4 separate regions of the Mus musculus genome follow, and all the other regions are linked to region 4. Evidence: chromatin contacts called from public HiCAR-type, HiChIP or PLAC-seq and promoter capture Hi-C data. All regions are on one chromosome and are shown on one strand. Each heading gives the region's core, a stretch centred on a gene start, on an enhancer-like site or on the middle of the called end of the contact. The rest is flanking DNA. Distances are from core to core; before and after follow the strand shown.

Region 1 (4,886 bases), core at 1,798-4,297, 2.8 Mb after region 4:
TTGACTATATCTGCAATTAAAAAACCCAAGAGGCTAAGCACTCCTATAAAGGATCTTTTTTTTCTTAATTAAATCATTTGAGGTGGGAAGACCCACCTTTAATTTGGGCCATGCCTGTTGGCAGCCCATATAAACACAGAGAAGATGGCAGCTCACTCTCTTGGCCTGCTTGCGCTAACTCTCACTGGCAAATCCATCCCTTGCCTGGCAGTAGAACCTACTCTTTGGAACTTTGGTGCATATTTAAGACCATCTGAAACGTCTAGTCTCATGAGCTCAACAACTCCGAGCTTCCTTCTTGGACATTCCTGTAGTGGACAGCCACACAGCTGGGTCACAACCTGTAAACCACTTTAATATTTATGTTCACTGAAAACCTTTTTAAATTTAGAATTAGATTGTTGCTTTATATTACTACATTGTTTTCTTGTATTTCTGAATACACAGTAACTTCATTTTGACTCTAAGTCACAATCACTAAAAGTATACATAAAATAAAAATTATACTTAATAAGCTAAATACCAACATGGCACACAACAGAATAACATTAACATTTATGAGGACATTCATAGCTGACACAATGAAAACTATGTTACCAGAAGGTAATCTAGAGTGGTCTGAAGATGTAGATAATTTAAAAATACATCCCAGTTTCAGATATATAAATGTGAGAATTAATAGCAATCATGTTTTTTTCTCTTCTTCCCTTCATTCCAGTCTTGCCTTCCAAACATTTCCCCAGTTGCTTCACAATCTAATTGCCAAGATATTCTACAGCAACATGGTACCTTTAGACCACTTTAAATTCCTGTTGCCATTTAACACATATGTCACAAGTCAGAAGGTAAGGACAAGTAAATACTTTGGTAAATGTGAGGACAATGTGCTCCATAAACACTCACTGACATTGATCCCACTGCTAAGTTTTTAAACCAAGCCTTGCTAAAACCCATAGAAGACCTGAGGCTGTTTCTGGTGAAAGCTCCTATTTATTCTAGATTCTTATCCCCTTACTGGAGAGCCCTTTTTTCTCTTTACTGATGAAGACACAGGAAGTTCTAGCCATATTAAATGATGACAATGGGGGGAGAAAGTAAAATTGATTACTATGAAGGGATAATCCATGCTTTTCTAATATTATGACTTAATTCAAAACCTTTTCTCCCAGTAGAAGACATACATAAAATGCAAAAGGCTTGGCTAGGCCTCCTGTTATCACAGTGAACAATCTTTTATCATTTCATTTTTAAAATAAGTTAACCAATCACTTCAACCACACCATCACGCCTACTTCCAATTCAAGAATGCAAATAAGAACAATAACTAATGGACATTTGACATTGACATTTACTCTCCACCATGTAAGATATCATTTTATACACCAGGAGAAAGTATATGTATTGTCTGGATTCATCCAATTATTATACGGCAAAACCATGATTTTAACTTATGTTTGTCATTCTGAAATTCACACAATTCACTCAAAATGTTTCCCAAAGCCTAAATGCTTTCATTATTTGGGAAACACACTCAAGACCTGACTGGACACTTAGGACCTTTATTGAAGACACTGTTATGTTCCCTTTGAGGTAAAACAAAAGCCTCCTAACTGATCTCCTTTCTCACTTCTGCCCCCAGTCTAAGAGGGCTATGGAGTAACCCTCTTAAAACGAAGCTGGGTAACATTACTTGGCCTTGGAAAACCTTCTATGGCTTTCACTCCCCCTGATTAGCCCACACTCTCTGTCTGCATCATGAATCCCCTCTCTCAGTTCTGAGCCCACAGGCATTGGTCAGACCCCTTCATACTTTGGTAAGTTTCTGTTGCATGGCCTTCGCAATGGCTTGGCCTTATGACTGACTGTACTTCTTGAAGGTTTTCTCTATTGTTAATTCTATTTGTGTCACCTCCTTCCTAGAAAGCCATCTTTTCCTTGAGAACCTTCTCTGGCAACCATGTCAAATAATCTACCTTTTTTTTTTTATGGCTTAATACCTTTTCTGTGCAGTACTTATAATCTAAAATATTTAAGTATAAAATGCCAACACTAAAAAGCGTTTAGTGCTTGTTGCAGGGAACCCAAGCTCAGGGCCCAGCACTTACACAGGAGCACACAATCACAGGTAACTCCAGGTCCCAGGGGTCTGATGCTTTCTAGCCTCCGCGTTTACCTCCACACAAGTTTTGCACAAAAACTCACTCGGGCATGAACACATACCCATAAGTAAAACATATCAATATTAAAATACAGAGTGTTCACCTTACTTTTAATGCTGTACTTCAACAATAAGCCCTAGCCGAGAGGCAACGACTGGGATTTTTGTCCGTTTCGTTGACAGTCATTTCTACTTAGTTTATGGATCTTTACCCAATAACTAAACTGTTGCCGGGAGTATAGTGGTAGCTGGTGTTTCTAATATCTGTTGAAATCAAGGAATCTCCTTCTTCAACCCGTCCTCACGTACAAACACTGGAAATCCTTTGCACTCTCACTTAAAAGGAAACAAGGTAATGCATTCACCCCCTGCCTCCAGTAGCATGCTCTCCCTCGGCCACGTATTCATTGCCCAAACTAAGTTGAATCAAAAGGGGGCACGTGGGTGGAGGTTTTGACCGCGCTTCCCACTACTACACAGAAGGTCAGGTTCTTTTTCCCGGGTGAGAAAGGGAAGAACTCTGGATCGGGACACTCACATGAAGCGGTGACCCAACCGCAGCTCTTGAGCAGCCTCAGCCGGGAGAAGGAAGGGCCAGCCTCCCGCAGTCCCCGGCAGCGAGAAAGGACCCAGGAGGCTGTCCCTGATAAATGCCTGAGCGTTTCACAGTTTCACCGCTCATCGGCCGTCCGCTGCCTGCGCCAGCTCTCTCCCTGTACCACACTGAGCTCCCATCTCCCATTTCCTTCCTCCCTCCCTCCGATCTTCCCTCACTTCTTTCTCACTCGCTACATTTGGCTGTCTGTCTGGGCAAGGGACAGGCGGCCGGAAGTTTTGGGGTCTTCCCCCGGGGTTGCGTCTCGGCGATGTGACGTCATGAGCAGTGGCCGACCCGAGGCGGCGGCGGGGGAGGGGGTGCTGGGCGCTGTCAGTGGAGCGAGGTGCGCGCTCACCCTCGGGTTCTGAGCCGGGGACCCGGGAGGCCCGCGCGGACGGAGGCGTGTCGCTCCGGCTGTCACCTTCCCTAGGCGGCCTCTTGTAGACGCGCCTGAAATGCAGGACACGGCCCACTAAGCACTGCCAGGCATAGCTTCCGCGCTTAGGAGCTCAACCCCCCAATCTCTGCGTCCCCAGATTCAGGCAGGTATTCTGGTGTCGCCGCTTGCCTGGCGTTAGTGGGTGGGACTTGTGGGACAATCAGGTACTGTGAGTGACCCGGCCATTCTGCAGGAACCCATAGAACCAATCTGTGGAGCTGCTTGCTGTTGTGTTTGTCTCCAAACTTCCTTCTCCCTGAAGCCCAAGTTCACCGAGTCTTAGAAATGCAAATACGATTTTACTCTGGATAAAATCCACGTCTCCCCACTACCCCTCTTTTTTCCCCCCTTTTCTCCTCCTCCTCCTCTTCTTCTTCTACATTTTCGACTCACGTGAGTCATCTCCAATCTCTTTAAGAGTTTACATTGTGTCTTGTTCATTATAGGTGCAGGCCATGTTTGTGGTTTTCAGTGTTCTGGCTACAGAAACGTCAGACTTAACGTAGAAGTTTCAAAGTATTCCCTGAGTAAATTTTCCAAGCCAACTACCTGCCTACATGGCTTTCTCTTGTAATCTCTGACTTCATCGTTTTCATTTTTCACTCTCTTCTAGTTACCAAGTGTGAGCACCTGTGTGTGTGTGTGTGTGTCAATTTTTTGTTCGTGAGCTTCATGCACACCAGAGAGATAGACTGATACTGAAATTTGTTTTCTTGCTTGTGGTTTATCTTTTTGAGTCATAAACACTTGTCTGATTTTTCAGTTGTATGTTATTTAATGTCTATAACGGAAAATCTAATATATCATTGTAAAAGTTAAATATTAAAATGCTGAGGTTATGTCTCACCTTTCCTATGACTTCAAGCCTGCTATGTAGATATAACTTTCTGTAATTTTGCATCTACTCATTGAATAAGAAGTTAAGATTCAAGTAGACTTAAGCTAGCTCACAGTATCGACAAGATTCAGAATAGTGGTCATAACTATTTTCACATGAACTTTTGAGTATGTGTTTTGACTCCTCTATTATGATGAGAATAGCACTGGCTCTCTCCATTTATCACCAAGAAAACAAATTCGCCTGTGTTACCAAGTTTTCAGGTCCATTAATTCTGAAAGCCTATGGGAGACTTTATTTGGCTCCCAATGAACAGAGGAGCCTTGTGCTCTACAGGCTTCTTGTAGAGCAAGTCTGAGGTGTGCATTGGATATGAAGTGGTTTGCATCAAAACTTTTCGTAAAAACAGGATGGGCATAACCGATCTGTGGTGGAACTAATGTGTATATCCTTTTTATTATAAAGAGCACACATTAATTTCAATTGTCAAACCAGATTGAGGCAGTCTAGGGTTTCTCTCCTGGTCAGTCATCAAATGCATATGGCTATTAGTACTTGGCTTTTTATGTTTTGAAAGCAAGTAGTATCTTTAAACAAAAAGTTATGACTAATTAGCTGATGAAGTCTAGCAAATAGTGCTATCATTAATTCCTAGTGTAGTCTAGGGACACCTGCATTTTTTCCTTAGCAGGACTTTTACTTATACATTGTCAAAATTAGTCATAGTTCCTAAGTGTGTTGTTTAATCTATGTGCAGAAAAACAAATGTTCATGGTAGTAGGGATTTATAATTACTTTTCAGTGCAAACCCACACAGTGTGCTAGGTCACATTTTTTCCTTCCCTCAATGTCA
Region 2 (5,097 bases), core at 383-2,882, 2.1 Mb before region 4:
CTATCTGAACTGAGATAAGCCAAGGCCAGTAACTGCAGCGCCAGCCAAGTATCCCTCAGGCCTGGAAGCAGAGGAACTCTCTCTCAGGTGCACACTCCTGCCTGATTCTTGCTGATCACATGCTCATCTTCGGTTTTAAGATCCATTATTTTTTAACTAGTTGTCAGGGTCAAGCAATTGTGACCGAGATTAGATTCTAATGTGGACCTGCATGCTTACTTAGAGTCTCTTTGGGATCAATCATGCCTGACAGTTCTGGAAAATAAAGAGCATGCCCTCTAGCATCCTGAATTTTAACCTGTATCTTCTGTCAGTGTTGTTAATAGCCCCTACTTAAATATTAATAGTATAAAGTGAAGGTTTCTATGTTATTTCTCTACTTGTGTTAATGCACTTTGACCATGTCCATCACTTTATTACTCCCTTATTCGTCACATTTTTTTCACATGTTCTTCAACTCAGCTTTGAAGATTAAAGAGTTCAGATGGAGCACAATCATGACGCTAGGATTCACAGGAGGCAGAAGGGTCTTGACTTGGAAGCTAGCCTGAGCTACATGACAAAACCTTGTCTAAAAAGAAAACCGTTAACAAGAAAGAGATCTGAGAGCAGAAACTCCGATTTTTATGTTACTTTATTGCCTGGGTTTATTTGGCACAATCACTTGGCAATGTCTTATCTTGTACCTGCTTTGATACAGCTCAATCGAAAGAAGATTCCGTGGCTGTCTCTTCTTCCAAGAAGGAATAATAAACGTTGATCATTAACCAACGAAATTACATCCCTTACTGGAATCTGCCTCACTTAAATGTACTTAAGTCCTTTCCCAGCCGAGGCTTCCCAGCAGAATTGGGGGGGGGGGGGAGGCCCTCCAGTAGACTGACAACAGTGCAGAAGCCACATCATTTTATTGTCCCAGAAAAAGACCTACCTCCCCTGACATTAAGGACAGAGTCCAGACAAATAAACAGTTTCCATGGAAAGACTGTGGGAATTGCTATTCAGGTTCCCAAGCAGAGGGGACGACGGAACGGACAACTAGAACATCCTTGGCAACTTCTACAGTCACTCTGGTTCTCTTCGCTCTGCTCTCCATCGCTCTTCTCCCTAAATAGAAGCCCTCTCCTACCTCTCTCCACAGCTGCCTTCTGTATTTCCATCCCAACCTCCTTGAACTTCGGAAATTAGTGTCCGGGTATCCAGTCGGTCCTCTGAAAGACCCTCACGAGGCTGTTGCCCCTGTCACCACTCAGCACTAGGTGTTGGGCGAAGAAAGGTTGGTTAGCCGGAAGTGACAGGTGAGGAGGCTTCTGGACGGCTTGTGCGCAGGGTGGCAGCATCCCGAGGAAGGTTCCAATCCTGTCTGGCTGGACTCTCATCCGCTCCCCACGCCTCGGGTTGAGCAGAGAGTAGCCACTGCCTCCCAAGGCCCGAGATCAGGCGCACATTCTTAGGGTCCCCAACGAGTCCTCCAACTGCCTGCTGGTCCACCACCCCACAGCAGCTCTTAATCTGGAACCGACCCAGTTCCTTTCTTCTCAAAGCCCAGCTCCCGGGTCACATGCCATCTAGAGCTGCCTCTTGTTGGAGAAGGTGCGGTCGCCCCGGGTGCCCGGCGACTCAAACCCGGTCAGTCAGGAGACCTCAGAGAGGCGACAGGGGGCAGGGCTTCCTGTGGAAAAGGGCTGGACGGCGGCGGCAGCCTCTTGCCTGGCTCTGCGGGGCTTTCCTCCCGGCAAGGGCTTTGCCGAGGTCACTCGCGCGAGGCCGCTCTTGGCGCGCCCGTGGGAGGCTCGGTGGCGTGGGAGGACCAGCGACCTGCGGATTCCTCGAGCTCCCACGGCGCTGGCAGCGACGGTCCCCCACCCCCACCCCTATCCCCAGGCTTCCACCAGAAGGCTCCGCAAGACTCACGGACCTCCAAGTCCCCAGGTACCTATTGGTCACCTGTTTAGCTTGAGAGTGGGGGACTGTCGCTTGCCTGCTTCTCTCTCTCTCTCTCTCTCTCTCTCTCTCTCTCTCTCTCCCTCCCTCCCTCCCTCCCTCCCTCTCCCTCTCCCTCGCTCTCGCTCTCTCTCTCCTTGGCTTGGTTTACAGGCAGTCTTGCACTATATACTAAGGAAAGGTTGAAAAAATATATAGCCAGCGCGATCTTAAGCTTATGAAATACGTGATCTTTATAAAATAAGGGAGGAACCGAACAATACTGGGGGAGGGGAGCGGTGTGTGTGTATGTCTTTCCTCTCCTATTCTTGCAAACTTTTCATCCAATCGGAAACTAGAAGGATGCCGCTTGTGCATTCTGGCTCACTAGCCGACATCCCGGTCCCCCGCCGTCACATGCTGTTATTGAACTTGGGAAATATCCCAGTCCGGAGTGCACAAGCCTCTTCCAGACCCACCTCCCGGCCGTAGCCGGGTCACAGGAAAGCCCAGCGTCGTTGTGATCCGGGATTTTCCAATTTTCCCAGAGGATTCGCATCCGGTTGCTGGGAGAGGCTCCGTGGGGGGTCCGCGGCCAGGGAGGGGAGTGGGGCCGGGGTGGGGATAAGAAGTGGAGGGTGGGCAGAGCGAGAATCGCCAACGCTGGAAAGCGCTGAGCTTGCCTGACGCTCTCCTCTCCGTACTTGGTTGCCCCCACTCTCTCTGAAAGATTGGGAACCAGAAAGGCTGCTGAGTCGGCAGTGCAGGTCTGCTTTGGTGTAAAATTCGCGGACAAATGTCTTCTAAGACACCCGGTGGGGCCATGGCAACTGAGGGAGTTGGGCAAGAGAGTAAAATTATCTTTTGTTTCTTCCAAGTTTCTCTTCCCCTTCTGCCAGCTCGGTGTCGGGTGTTTGTCAAGAAGAGAAGCTTTTTTGCAAAAATAAAAACTCCCTTCTTGTAATCACAATCGCTAGCATATCGACTCAGAGGAACCTCCATTTACAGCAAATTCTAAAAACGTGAGAAACCTTGATGGCATGCGTGACCCCTACCCAGGGGAGCCGTGCAAACTTCCCTTTAAACCGTTTGGACACCTGGCTCATTTTAGTAAAAACATCTCTGCGTAGCTTCTCATCTGTGGTATTTGCAACCAATCAGCCTTGTGCAAAAACAAAGCCCGGTAGTCCTTCACTGGTTTCACAGGACACAGGGGTCAGTTAGGAGCAGCTTGTCCCGCGTGCGCAGCTGGGTTGTCAGTGCTGCGGTGTACCTAACACACCGACACAGACCCCTCTTTTTTCTCCCAGGAGAGGAGACAAGGCTCAGGAGTCCTGATCTAGCTGTGGCCACTGGAAGACTCTCAGGTGAGTGTGTGCATCTTGGTATCCAGCACGCAAAGGGTTAAGCCTGGAGAGTTGGGGGGGGGGGGGTTGGAGGAATTGTGTGTGTGTGTGTGTGTGTGTGTGTGTGTGTGTGTGTGTGTGTAGGGGGGGGTGAAGAGCCATGCCTTTGGCTCCTGTCTGTAGCTTTTCATTTCCTCTCTTTCCTTGTTCTATAATAGTTTCTTTGTTAACCGATTATTACTGTTCCCCAGATGTTCATGTTTGACAACTTTGTGATGTCAGATAACAGAGTAATATACTGTGTAACACACGCATTGCCAAATGATACTTTACTATCGCTAATTCTATTTTATTCCACAAAAATATGATGGCTTATGGGTTTTGTAAAGAAAAAAAAATTGTTAGATATTTGAACAGATCTTCCTGTACCTGGTGTGCCCTGAGAAATCTCTCTTCTCCTGGCCCTTTGGTTCCCCTTCCCAAGACAAACATGGTTACTACTGCAGTCTGTTGGCCTTCTGTGTATTTGGTATTTAAAACTAGCAGAATTAAAAAAACTTTTGTTGAGCCTCTACACACCAGTGGCTTAAAAACCAACCAAACAAACAAACAAAAAACAACTACTACTCTTAAATTTGTTATGTTAATTATTCATTTCTGTTTTTCTACTGAATACTGAAGTGCCAAGGGTTCAAGCTACTTTGTAGAAGGTCCTTGGGCCTCTGGAAGTTAACAGATTAGTTATCTGCCTTCTCCACTCTCCAACCAACCAGCAGACTTGCCAGTGAATGGTAGGCCTGTGCTCCTATGCAGGAGTAAGGGTGATCAGCTTTTGCAGCAAGCCAATGCTTTGGTTCACATCCTCTTATGAGGCAGTGCAGGCAGCCACACTTCCCTCCTTAACAGTGGTGTGGGGTCCAGGTTCACAGCTCGCTGGCTATAGCACATGCATCTGAGCCCCCTCCTTCTCTTAACTTCTATAGTTTGCAAAGTATAACTGTGAACCCTGGAAGGGAGGCAGTTTGTGGAGTGCTAAGAGACAGTGCCTTGGGGTCTGGACCCTGGCCTTGGCACCTTGTTTTGGAGCGGAACCCACTCTTTACATTCTACCTAGCTCCATCTCTCTCACCTGTAAAGGGGTCGTTCATGGAGCTATTCTGAAGATGAGCTGGGATGGCACAAGCAAAGGACCCAGCACCCTGCCTGACACAGGAAAGGCACCATAAGCAGAAACCCTTCTAACTGTCAGAGTTTGTGGCCATTTCATCCTCCTGAGAGGTGAATGAGTTTCTCAGCCTAGAGTGGAGTAACATAGCATAGCCTCAAGAATCACAAGGACTCACCTCTGACACTCTGACACTCAGACTGGAATAGTGGTTCTTCTTCTTTTTTTTTTTTTTTTTTCGAGGCAGGGTTTCTCTGTGTAGCCCTGGCTGTCCTGGAACTCACTTTGTAGACCAGGCTGGCCTTGAACTCAAAAATCCGCCTGCCTCTGCCTCCCGAGTGCTGGGATTAAAGGCATGCGCCACCACGCCCCGCTAGCTTTCTCAGTTTCTATGTAGGCTCCAGAGACTTAACTCGGATTACCAGCCTTGTGCAAAAGCACCTTTACCCTCTAATCCTTCTCTCTGCCCCAGAGAAAGACCTTTGAGCGAGAGTGAACCCAGGGTCTCTCGCACAGGAAAGCATCTGCTGGGGGCTGGGAGCGCAACTCACTTGGCAGGGATCTAGGCACAGTCCTCCAACTGGCAAGGCAAATGCTTTACCAACTGAGCCATTTTCCAAGTTCCTCATTTTATCCTGACATTCTTACTTTCAGTTTTATTTT
Region 3 (5,273 bases), core at 2,713-5,212, 2.2 Mb before region 4:
CTTTTTGTTTTCTCAGTGAAACTGAGCACAATGTTGAACAGTTCTGCTATCCAACCAACTGAGCGTGACCGGTTAGTTGGCTCTGGGTTGCACTGTATTGTTAGCTTGTCTTTGGACTTTCTTTCTTTCTTTCTTTCTTTCTTTCTTTCTTTCTTTCTTTCTTTCTTTCTTTCTTTCTTCCTTCCTTCCTTCCTTCCTTCCTTCCTTTCTTTCTTTCTTTCTTTCTTCCTTCCTTCCTTCCTTCCTTTCTCCTCCTCCTCCTCCTCCTCCTCCTCCTCCTCCTCCTCTTCTTCTTCTTCTTCTTCTTCTCCTTCTTCTTCTTCTTCTTCTTCTTCTTCTTCTTCTTCTTCTTCTTCTTCTTCTTCTTCTTTGAATAATATTTTTAGAGTAAGAAACATGTATAGAACTGTTCTAGTATTAAGAGATGGCAGAGGGCTGGGGTTGTCACACAGCACCTTAATCCCAGAGTCCAGCAGTCAGAGGCAGGTGGATCTCTAAGAGTTTGACAATAGCCTGATCTATGAAGCAAGTTCCAGACCAGTCAGAGTTATGTGGGGAGACCCTGTCTCAAAAATGTTAGAAAGAGAGGATTAGACAGAGACGAGACTCAGAGAGAACAGCTATTGTTTCAACATTTTTTTATGTCTGTCCTTCACACAGTTACCTAATGCATATCCATTGCATAAAGCAAACAAGGAGGTTCTTACTCAAAAAGTGAAAATCTATGAGCCCATGACATCTTGATATTTAAATGATTTAGAGACCAATAATACCGGTATCTGAATATGGAGGCAGTGCTAAGTTTCTTGACAGCTTTGGAATGCACCGTGTGCTCTCCAAAAACAAAACAAAACAAAGCAAACTCCAGACAAAGAAATTTGCAGTTAATCTTAACACTATTTCACTATTGTCAGCATCTGCTCAGACAATTCTGTGTACATTATTTTCATAAACCACAGACAAGGTGTGGATTTGTCTTTTAAAAACTCTATTTGTTCTATTTTATATGTTTGAGTGTTTTGCCTGCACATATGCATATCTGCTATGTATGTGCTGGTGTCTGTGGAAAGGTCAGAAGAGAAGGGAAAAAGCCAGAAGAATGTGTCAGAATGCCTGGAACTGGAGTTTGGGATGCTTGTGGGCCACCATCTGGTGCTGGGACTCAAACCCAGGTCCTCCAAGAGCAACAGGTACTGTAAAGTGCTGAGCCACCTCTCCAGACTTCTAGGTGTGGATTTGTCAAAGGAAGTCACTTGCATGGTCAGGAGATCATAACACTGCACAATGCCAGAGGAGAGGAGAAAGTGGGGACTCAGACACCTCGGTACTGCTAACAAGCAATGAAAGGACTGGATTGTGTGTGTGTTTTCACTGGCACTGAGTGTTAGACTCAGCTTGATATCATTGTTAGTTGAGGCTACACAGGCTCCTAAGGTTCCCTTTAAAGCTTTAACTGAATTATGACTATGTTCTGACAATATTTTGCCATTAAGTCACCCAGCACTGCCTGGCTAAGCAAAATAAATAAATAAAAAATAAATAAATAATAAAATAAAATAAAACAAAATTGAAGCAACTTGCCCAAAGAGATATATTTCTACTGATATCCAAATAAGCCTTCCTTTGTTTTCGAGTGCATTAATTTAGCCGCTTGTCTTCTCTTGCAGGCAGCCCCCGTGGAGAGGTGGAGCTGTCCCGAGGCTGACACAGCAGGTTCCTCTCATCATTCTGGTATTTGTTTTTAATGGTCTTTGATCATTTCATCAGATCCTACTGTTCCCATCCTTTATTCTATTCAAGTTTATGAACAAACACAAACTCCGCATCCACTCCCACATGTTCCTTAAATCCCCATCCGTTCAGCCAAGGCCAAACAGACCCTTAGTGGGGGTTTCTTTTAGGAAGAATTTGAAGGGTGGTTAAGTGTTTGGTCTCAATGCTAACTACGTAAGGTCGCGTGCACCTGCAACCATGTGGGCTGTCCGACAGCTCTCACTCCAAATATATATTTTTTGCCTTCCAGACTATTCGGCTTCTTGCGAGTTTCTAGACAGAGCTAGAGACTCAAAGGAAGAGTCTCTGAGAGGGCCGGATGGCGTGTGTTGAAGTCCAGTATCGTCTGTGCCTTCCCATTATTTCAGTCCTGTCTACAAGGGAAATTAAAGTGTTCCGAGAGGATCTAGCGGGAACTAGATGAAATAATGCTTTTACATTTAGGAAATGTGCTTTTTTTAAAGGGGGAAGAAATGAAAGTTTGACAGAAAATACTGGAGGTTGGGGTGCTGCAAAGATCCAGACTATTTCCCTGGATGCTAATTTTGCTTTTCTTCGGCTCCACGCTCTCCAAATCCTGCTCCGTAGCCCTCTAAGGGAACTAAACACACGCAAACCGTGCCAATGCGAACAGTGCTCTGGCTGAACTCTTCTCTGAGATTCAGCTCATTTTCAGTCCCAACGAACTAAGGAGCCAGAGACCTGCGGATAATCTCTTTCTCTGGCTCTGGTGGACTGCTAAAGCCCCTCCCAAGACTCTCCTTTCATCCTCGCAAAAAAGGACCCCGCGACCGGTCCCAGATGACACTCAGGACTCACTCACTTCTGGGACTCTGGTTCTGCGTCTAGTGGTAAAGGGGAGGGACAGACAGCAATTCAGAACAAGTTTCCTCTCAAGTCCAGCAGGGAGCTAGAGCTCCTTTCTATTTTTTTTCTCCCCATTGAAAAGGCAGAATTGGGAGGACAGGCCCTATGTCTCAACAACGCCCCCCAGAGCGGAGCAGAGGTCATACAAGTGTCAGAGTGATCCACTCGCTCCTAGGAGCAGTAGCACGCCTGCCTTTGCCACCCACACAGGAAGCCACCTTATAGTATCATCTGGCTCTAACCTGTTGTTGGTACCCATCCCCTTCCGCACCAGAAGCCCCCCAAATTACGTCAAGGCGTGAAGCCTCACTGTGTCTCAGGGAAAATGGGTGTGTCAAGTGAGTGCGTTTATTTTATTTTATTTTATTTTATTTTTTTTTAATGCTCATCAATTGCTCTCCGACCAATTTCCCCTTCTAGGGGACGTCTCTGTGAACTCCTAATGTTTCCCAAACAGTCATAGACACGTTTCTCTAGAACTCAGGCACACTCTCTCACAACGTGCCTCCTGTCTGGCACACGTACGTGACCCCTTCCTTTTCCTAATTAGACTAAGGTGTTTTAAAACCCGTTTTCTAGTTGATACGGCCCCAAAGAGGCTTTGCCGAGACATGGCCGGCAGCACCACCAGGCTGCCTTCTCCGGGATTCTGACTCTCACTAATTCAAGGCTCCGGTCGCCCGCCCGTGAGACCCCGGCTGAGACGGGCGGGACGCGTATGGAGGACTCGGGCGGGAGCAGTAGTCGGGGTGCCCCCCCCCCCCCCCGCCATGGGCCCCCAGCACTCGGGCCCCTAATGAGCTGCTGAAAGGGAGCGGGCTCCGGTGCGCGTGGCTCGCAGGCCTCCCGGAGTCCCGGGAACACTGATTGGCCAGCTGCGCCTCGCGACCTCCTTTCATTAATAAATTAGCGGCACGCTCCAGCCGAGCGCGAGCCACCAATCACAATAGACAGCGGCGGCGACAACAGCCGCAGCTTGAGCCACTGCCGCCGCCGCGGCTTCGGTAGCTTGGGCTGCAGCCTGGAGCGCCAACAGGAGCTTTAGAACCATTTTATGCTGATTAGATAAAGGGGGGACGGAGGGGCGGGGGTGATGGAGGAGGAGGATGGATGGCCAGGCCAGGGGAGGGGGAGAGGGACTAAAGAAAGGGAAAGAAATGAATGATGATAATACGATGAAAAGAATAAGCTGGGGAGGGAGAGCGGGGGACCAGGACAGGCGGAGGAGGAGAGGGCGGGGGAAGGGTAGGTGAGGAGGGGGCCCCGGGGCAGATCTGATTGTTTTCTTGGTGGTATATAAGGGGTTTTAAGGAGAGTCGTGTGCCAGACACGCAGCCACTGAACCACAAGCAGCTCGGCTTTAACTGGAGTGCCTTGGAGTCGCGTGCCAGCAGCCACACGGCCAGGGACTGACTGACAGACAACCACGCACGAGAACGACAACACACGAGACTCGGGCGAGCTGCCGCGGTCGTCCGGGCTCTTGGCAAAGTCGCCCAGCCGAGAGGCCCCCCCGCGGAGGTGCGCCTAGGAAGCGCCAAGCCCGCGGCGCGGAGGACACCGTGCTCGGTTCCGGGCTGCGGGGACATTCCCGGACACACACCGGAGCAGCAGCTGCGCCGCGACACATCTGGAGCCGCGTAGGTAAGTGTGCATGCCGCGGCTCTCCACTTCGCAGGCAGTGTCCCCACGCAGGCTCACGCCGCCCACGCTAACTCCATCGCTCTAGACGCAGTGACTTCTGTGACCGGCAGAAGGTGGCTCGAGCCCGGGGCGCTCCTCCCCAGCTCTGTCCTCGCCATCTTCGCGAATGCACATTGAGGGAGATGGAGGGGGGGGGGGCGGGGCGCGGCGCCAGCGACACTTTACCCTGTCCATTCTGGGAATAAATTTCATCTGCCTCTTCTTTCTCAGGATGTTCGTCAAATCTGAGACTCTGGAGTTGAAGGAGGAAGAGGAGGTACTGATGCTGCTGGGCTCGGCTTCCCCGGCCTCGGCGACCCTGACCCCGATGTCCTCCAGCGCGGACGAGGAGGAGGACGAGGAGCTGCGCCGGCCGGGCTCCGCGCGTGGGCAGCGTGGAGCGGAAGCCGGGCAGGGGGTGCAGGGCAGTCCGGCGTCGGGTGCCGGGGGTTGCCGGCCAGGGCGGCTGCTGGGCCTGATGCACGAGTGCAAGCGTCGCCCGTCGCGCTCACGGGCCGTCTCCCGAGGTGCCAAGACGGCGGAGACGGTGCAGCGCATCAAGAAGACCCGCAGGCTCAAGGCCAACAACCGCGAGCGCAACCGCATGCACAACCTAAACGCCGCGCTGGACGCGCTGCGCGAGGTGCTGCCCACCTTCCCCGAGGATGCCAAGCTCACGAAGATCGAGACGCTGCGCTTCGCCCACAATTACATCTGGGCGCTCACCGAGACTCTGCGCCTGGCGGACCACTGCGCCGGCGCCGGTGGCCTCCAGGGGGCGCTCTTCACGGAGGCGGTGCTCCTGAGCCCGGGAGCTGCGCTCGGCGCCAGCGGGGACAGCCCTTCTCCACCTTCCTCCTGGAGCTGCACCAACAGCCCGGCGTCATCCTCCAACTCCACGTCCCCATACAGCTGCACTTTATCGCCCGCTAGCCCCGGGTCAGACGTGG
Region 4 (4,815 bases), core at 828-3,327:
GGAGTCTGGCCTTGCTACATTTGCATCTTCCTGCCAGAGAACTGAGAACTGCCTGCCCGCTGCTGAGCTGCTGAAGAGCCTACTTTGCAACTCAATCCTGCTGAAACAAGCAACAGAACCCAGCTGAAACAAAGGGATGGGTCCTTAGGTTTTCCCATATGTGTTCAGTGCCATGCATTAAAGATTGAGCCTTGATCAGAGAACTTTGTCTTGGCTCGTAATTTCTCTCACTGTCCTTCCCATCCATCCCCAGCTTTCCTTTCAGGAACCCAGGAACCCGTGGCTGCTGGCGGCTACGATGATAACAATGATGATGTGTTTGTAGGTGCACGTAGACGTCTGAGGACAACTTGGGGGAACCCCCTTCTCTCCTTCCACTGCGGGTCTCGGGTACCAAGAGGCTATTAGGCTCATGTAGCAAACGCTGAGCTTTCTCACTGGCTCTTAGCGTTGCTTTTGTCAGAGTACTTTCTCACAGCAACAGGGAAGAAAATGAAGTCACAGATGAGGTTCTCAGGCAGCTTTCCAAAGGCCTTGCAGCTTGAGGGGCCAGCCACACACAGGATGGAGAGCAGCTCCGTGTCCTGGTACCCATAGTGCATCAGAGAAAAGGACAAGCTGGGTGTGGCCTCGTGCCCAAGACTTGAAACCACTGAAGAATTAAAGTTGAAATGGGAGGCAGGGAGGAAGAGGCAGGGGAGGGTGGAGGGCTGACATGAGATATGGAAGACAGGAGATCCCAGACTGTTCCAAGGGAGACTGAAGAAGACAGAAGCCACCTTGGGGAAGGAGAATGCCCCTGGTTCTAGATGGGTCAAGGAAAGAAAATACAGTGTCTGGGGACAAAACTGATGACGACAGGGTACCAGGGAGGGGGATCTGAGTCTGTGGCAATGGTGAGATTTTATTTTAATTATGAGGTGACTGCTGTGGCCATGGATGGCAGATCATAAAGAGAAGTGAGGAACTGAATCCGGTTTAACCAGTCGTGTTATTGCATCCGTGTGCAATAGACGAGAAAAGGTGCCAAAGAATCTGGCATTTGAGAACGTAATCCCCAGAGAGAGACACGCGGCAACCCGTGTCCTCAGAGCACAGGTTATTGTTAAGGTAAAAGACATACATTCAGCAAGATGTAAATGTGTAAAGAAATAGAAAAGAGAGAGGCTTGGCGCCAAGATCCTAGCACTTGAGAGGATAGTGTGTTCAAGGCAAGTTGGAGGGCAGCCTGGGCTACAGGCCAAGACTCTGTCTCAGAAAAATTAACTGAGGGCTGGTCCCAGGTAACCTTACCGCATTTGTCCCGCTTCGGAAGACACACTCCTGCCTCCCTTTCCTCTGCCTAGTCGGTGATTAGCTTTTTCTCTACAGTATTTAGAATTTTAAGGAGGGATAACTGCCAACTTCTCCTTCCTTAGAATTAGAAGCAATGGAGGAAGTGCTCTGGCAGATTGAGCAGAGTTCCATCTTCAACAATCCTCCAGACCATGCTGCGCTGCTAGGACTGCGGCTGATCATAGGGTTCCCACAAGAACCCAGGAGGCAAATCCAGGCTTGGTAGGGTGCAAGGCCAGCCCGTGTTCAAACAGTTTTCTACGCTGGACCCCAGGCCTTGTCCAGTAAAGGCTGGGACTGCGGAGCCCAAGGGAGGCTGTGCTACTGGAGTCGTTCTAAATTATGGTGTCTCGGTAAACAGGAGAGCTTTGTAAAACAAGCAAGCAAACAAACCTCACTAGGAGCTGGGAGGCGGTGGCGCACGCCTTTAATCCCAGCAGGCGGATCTCTTGAGTTCGAGGCCAACCTGGTCTAGGTGAGTTCCAGGACAGCCAGGGCTACACAGAGACCCAGTCTTGAAAAACAATACAAAAAACAAACAAAACAAAACAAAACCAATTCACTGTGGTGTTGAACCAAAGCAATGACTATGTCTAGGGCATTGGCAAGGCGTTTTTAAGACTCCATAGAGGCAGGACCGTAAGCTACGGGAGCGTTCCGGAGACCACGTGGGCAATGAGGCTCCCACGCTCGGGCGCATGCGCACTGTGGGCAGCGGCGCGCGTGCCCGGGCGGGCCCACCGTTCGGCGCAGCTCAGTGACGGGGCGCGAGCTCGCGAGCGCGGAGGAGGCCGGGGGCCTGAGCCGGAGCCGGAGCGCGCGCCGCTGCCCAGCCCCGCCGCGCCGGCCCCGCAGATGGTGACTCCGCGGCCCGCGCCCGCCCGGAGCCCCGCGCTCCTCCTCCTCCTGCTGCTGGCCACTGCGCGTGGGCAGGAACAGGACCAGACCACCGACTGGAGGGCCACCCTCAAGACCATCCGCAACGGCATCCACAAGATAGACACGTACCTCAACGCCGCGCTGGACCTGCTGGGCGGGGAGGACGGGCTCTGCCAGTACAAGTGCAGCGACGGTGAGCCGCGACAAGGGGGCGCGGGGTGGCAGGGGGTTGGAGGCGGGACAGTCCCCGGAGGCTGGGGGGTTGGGGGGAAATGCGAGAATCCGAGCCAGGCAAGTGGATGGGGACGGGTATGAAGCGAGAAAATAAAGGGACTGGTGCCAGGCAGGGGGATGTGTGTGTGTGGAGTGTGGAACAGGTAGATGAACAAGTGTGGAGCAGGTGGATGGGGCACAAGTGGGGGGCTAGAAGATGGAGGGGTACGTGTGGGGCAGGTTGTGGGGCGGGGGACACTTGCGGAGCAGGGGGGCGGGGACAGGGAAGCGGGATGGAAGGACGAGTGCGGGACAGGGGGATTAGGGGAACAGACGCCAGACAGGCATTGACTGCGTCCTCGGGTGTGGAAAGAATGAGCAGCGCTTGGAGCGTGCTGTCCTTGGGATTGAGCAAGCTGGGAACAAATGTGAGAGGTCACCTGAGTGCGCGCTCTGCACTCTGCTCTCCTTTGCATCTGAGCTTCTCGCCCTCTCTCCCCGCCATTGCACAAAGTTGCCTAAGAACTTTCTGATGTACGGGGCGGGGTGGGGGTGGGGGGCGGGAAAGGTGGGAGGGAAGTGGGACAGACTGAGTTTAGCACGTGCGGTCATGCACAGGCGCGCGCACACACATCATGTAATTGGTTCAGCTAAACATAGAAAGCCAAACGACAATTTAAAAGCCATCAGTTGGTGTTAAGTGCCATTTTGTTTGTTTACCTGCAAAGCTAGGTAAAATAAATTGTGGCTTTTGTATAGATTTCTGATGTACTTGGTTTTTGAGGGAGGTATACTGCATTGAAAAAGTTCCCTAACTTCTGGAAAACAATCTAAGACTTGCAGTTTTGTCTTGATTTGATTTTTGAGACAGGGTCTCAGGTAGCCCATGCTGGCATTGAAGTTGGTATGTAGCTGAGACTGACCTTAAACTCCTGTTCCTTGGCCACCCAGGTTTTGGATGACAGACACAAGCCATCTTGTCCGCCTTGTAGCTTTCTTGGGTATCACTGGCCTCTCTTCCTTATTCTCTGTCAATATTAGAGTTTGTCTGCTCATTCCTTTCATTGTTTTTAAACATTCTGTTTGAATCTGAGAACTTGTTTCATGGCAGCGTGAATAGTCATAAAATCAGCACTTAAGGCAGTGATTTGAGTGAGGGTTTTTTGTTGTTTTAGTGTTTTGTTTTATTTTAAAGCATTCTGTGTGTGTGTGTGTGTGTGTGTGTGTGTGTGTGTGTGTGTGTGTGTGTGTTTTGAGGGGTGGGATGAGGCTTCTGTTTGGCAATTCAGAATGTTAGGATATAGAACTTGTAAAATCAAGCTTCTTATGAGATTAGCCAAGGCTACCAGCTGAAAATAATAGGGAAATTCATGACTTTAGTGAGAAACCCTGATTGCAGAGTTGGTAAACTTAATTTTAAAAAAGTCTCTCCTGTAAACCTGTGACGTCCCTGCAGCTTATAAGTCTACAGATAGCCTCCATCTTTATGATAATATAAAGAACATTCCATTGAATTCATTCTAGGGATCTCCATTTGCCTCCAAAACTTAGGCCTAAAACCTTCCACCGATACACACCAAAAAGAATATTTTCTTCCTGTACAATATTTTGTTTTTGTGAGCTGTATTAGTGGGGTGTCGTGGGTAACAAGGAGTAAATGATAACTTTGCTAAGGCACAAGTTCTATTTTTTTTATTAGATATTTTCTTTATTTACATTTTAAATGTTATCCCCTTTCCTAGTTTCCCCTCCCAAAACCCCCTATCCCCTCCCTCCTCTCCCTAACCCATCTACTCCTGCTTCCTGGTCCAGGCCTTCCCCTACACTGGGGCATCGAGCCTTCACAGGACCAAGGGCCTCTCCTCCCATTGATGACCAACTAGGCCATCCTCTGCTACATATGCAGCTGGAGACACGAGTCCCACCATGTGTTTTCTTTGGCTGGTGGTTTAGTCCCTGGGAGCTCTGAGGGTACTGGTTGGTTCATATTGTTGTTCCTCCTATGGGGCTGCAAAACCCCTTCAGCCCCTTGGGTCCTTCCTGTAGTTCCTTCATTGGGGACCCTGGAGGCACAAGTTCTAACTTCATTCCTGACCATTATGCAAACATTAGTCTTGACGGTGTGTCAATCGTGTGCCAGCCGTTGGAAGGTGGGGTGATTCTGCAGTGGTAGATAAGATCCCTGTCCCTGGAGCTTGTGTTCTGATGCAGAGAAGCAGCCAGCGCATCTAGACACAAGAAATGAAAGACTACCACAGTGGTCCTGGGAAGTACTGGGAGCCATTTGCCTTTCCTGTAGGCTGTTCCGGGACAGAAGAAGAAGAAGGTCTCAGGATTGGAAGTAAGAGGAGTGCTCTGTGGTAATCAGGGAAAGAATGTCCCAGCACG

The links. Promoter capture Hi-C pulls out the DNA fragments that hold promoters and counts their contacts. HiCAR-type assays count read pairs that join an accessible place to other places. HiChIP or PLAC-seq counts read pairs in DNA pulled down with a chosen protein or histone mark.
Region 1: a contact with region 4 is called in a HiCAR-type map of astrocytes, with 4 times the contacts expected there. The contact joins the promoter of Tbck here to the promoter of Pla2g12a in region 4. A contact is called at or near these places in 1 of 39 promoter capture datasets (hippocampal neurons) and 2 of 115 datasets of contacts at active chromatin or transcription factors (astrocytes and regulatory T cell precursor).
Region 2: an H3K4me3 HiChIP or PLAC-seq map of pro-B cells shows a contact between it and region 4, with 11 times the contacts expected there. The contact joins the promoter of Tifa here to the promoter of Pla2g12a in region 4. A contact is called at or near these places in 5 of 39 promoter capture datasets (the 3T3-L1 cell line, hippocampal neurons, liver and 1 more) and 2 of 115 datasets of contacts at active chromatin or transcription factors (large pre-B cells and pro-B cells).
Region 3: a promoter capture Hi-C map of hippocampal neurons shows a contact between it and region 4, with 3 times the contacts expected there. The contact joins the promoter of Neurog2 here to the promoter of Pla2g12a in region 4. A contact is called at or near these places in 2 of 39 promoter capture datasets (hippocampal neurons and pre-B cells).

Annotation. Positions count from the first base shown.
Region 1 is chr3:132,681,097-132,685,982 of GRCm38.p6, forward strand. It overlaps Tbck (TBC1 domain containing kinase), which reads left to right and starts at 3,048. Exons shown (of 26, transcript NM_001163455.2): 1 at 3,048-3,298. Aimp1 (aminoacyl tRNA synthetase complex-interacting multifunctional protein 1) reads right to left here and starts at 2,783. Exons shown (of 7, transcript NM_007926.2): 1 at 2,697-2,783. The coding sequence starts at 2,698.
Region 2 is chr3:127,788,240-127,793,336 of GRCm38.p6, forward strand. It overlaps Tifa (TRAF-interacting protein with forkhead-associated domain), which reads left to right and starts at 1,633. Exons shown (of 3, transcript NM_145133.4): 1 at 1,633-1,932; 2 at 3,234-3,290.
Region 3 is chr3:127,629,174-127,634,446 of GRCm38.p6, forward strand. Neurog2 (neurogenin 2) reads left to right here and starts at 3,963. Exons shown (of 2, transcript NM_009718.3): 1 at 3,963-4,284; 2 at 4,555-5,273. The coding sequence starts at 4,556.
Region 4 is chr3:129,876,529-129,881,343 of GRCm38.p6, forward strand. Pla2g12a (phospholipase A2, group XIIA) reads left to right here and starts at 2,078. Exons shown (of 4, transcript NM_023196.4): 1 at 2,078-2,407. The coding sequence starts at 2,191.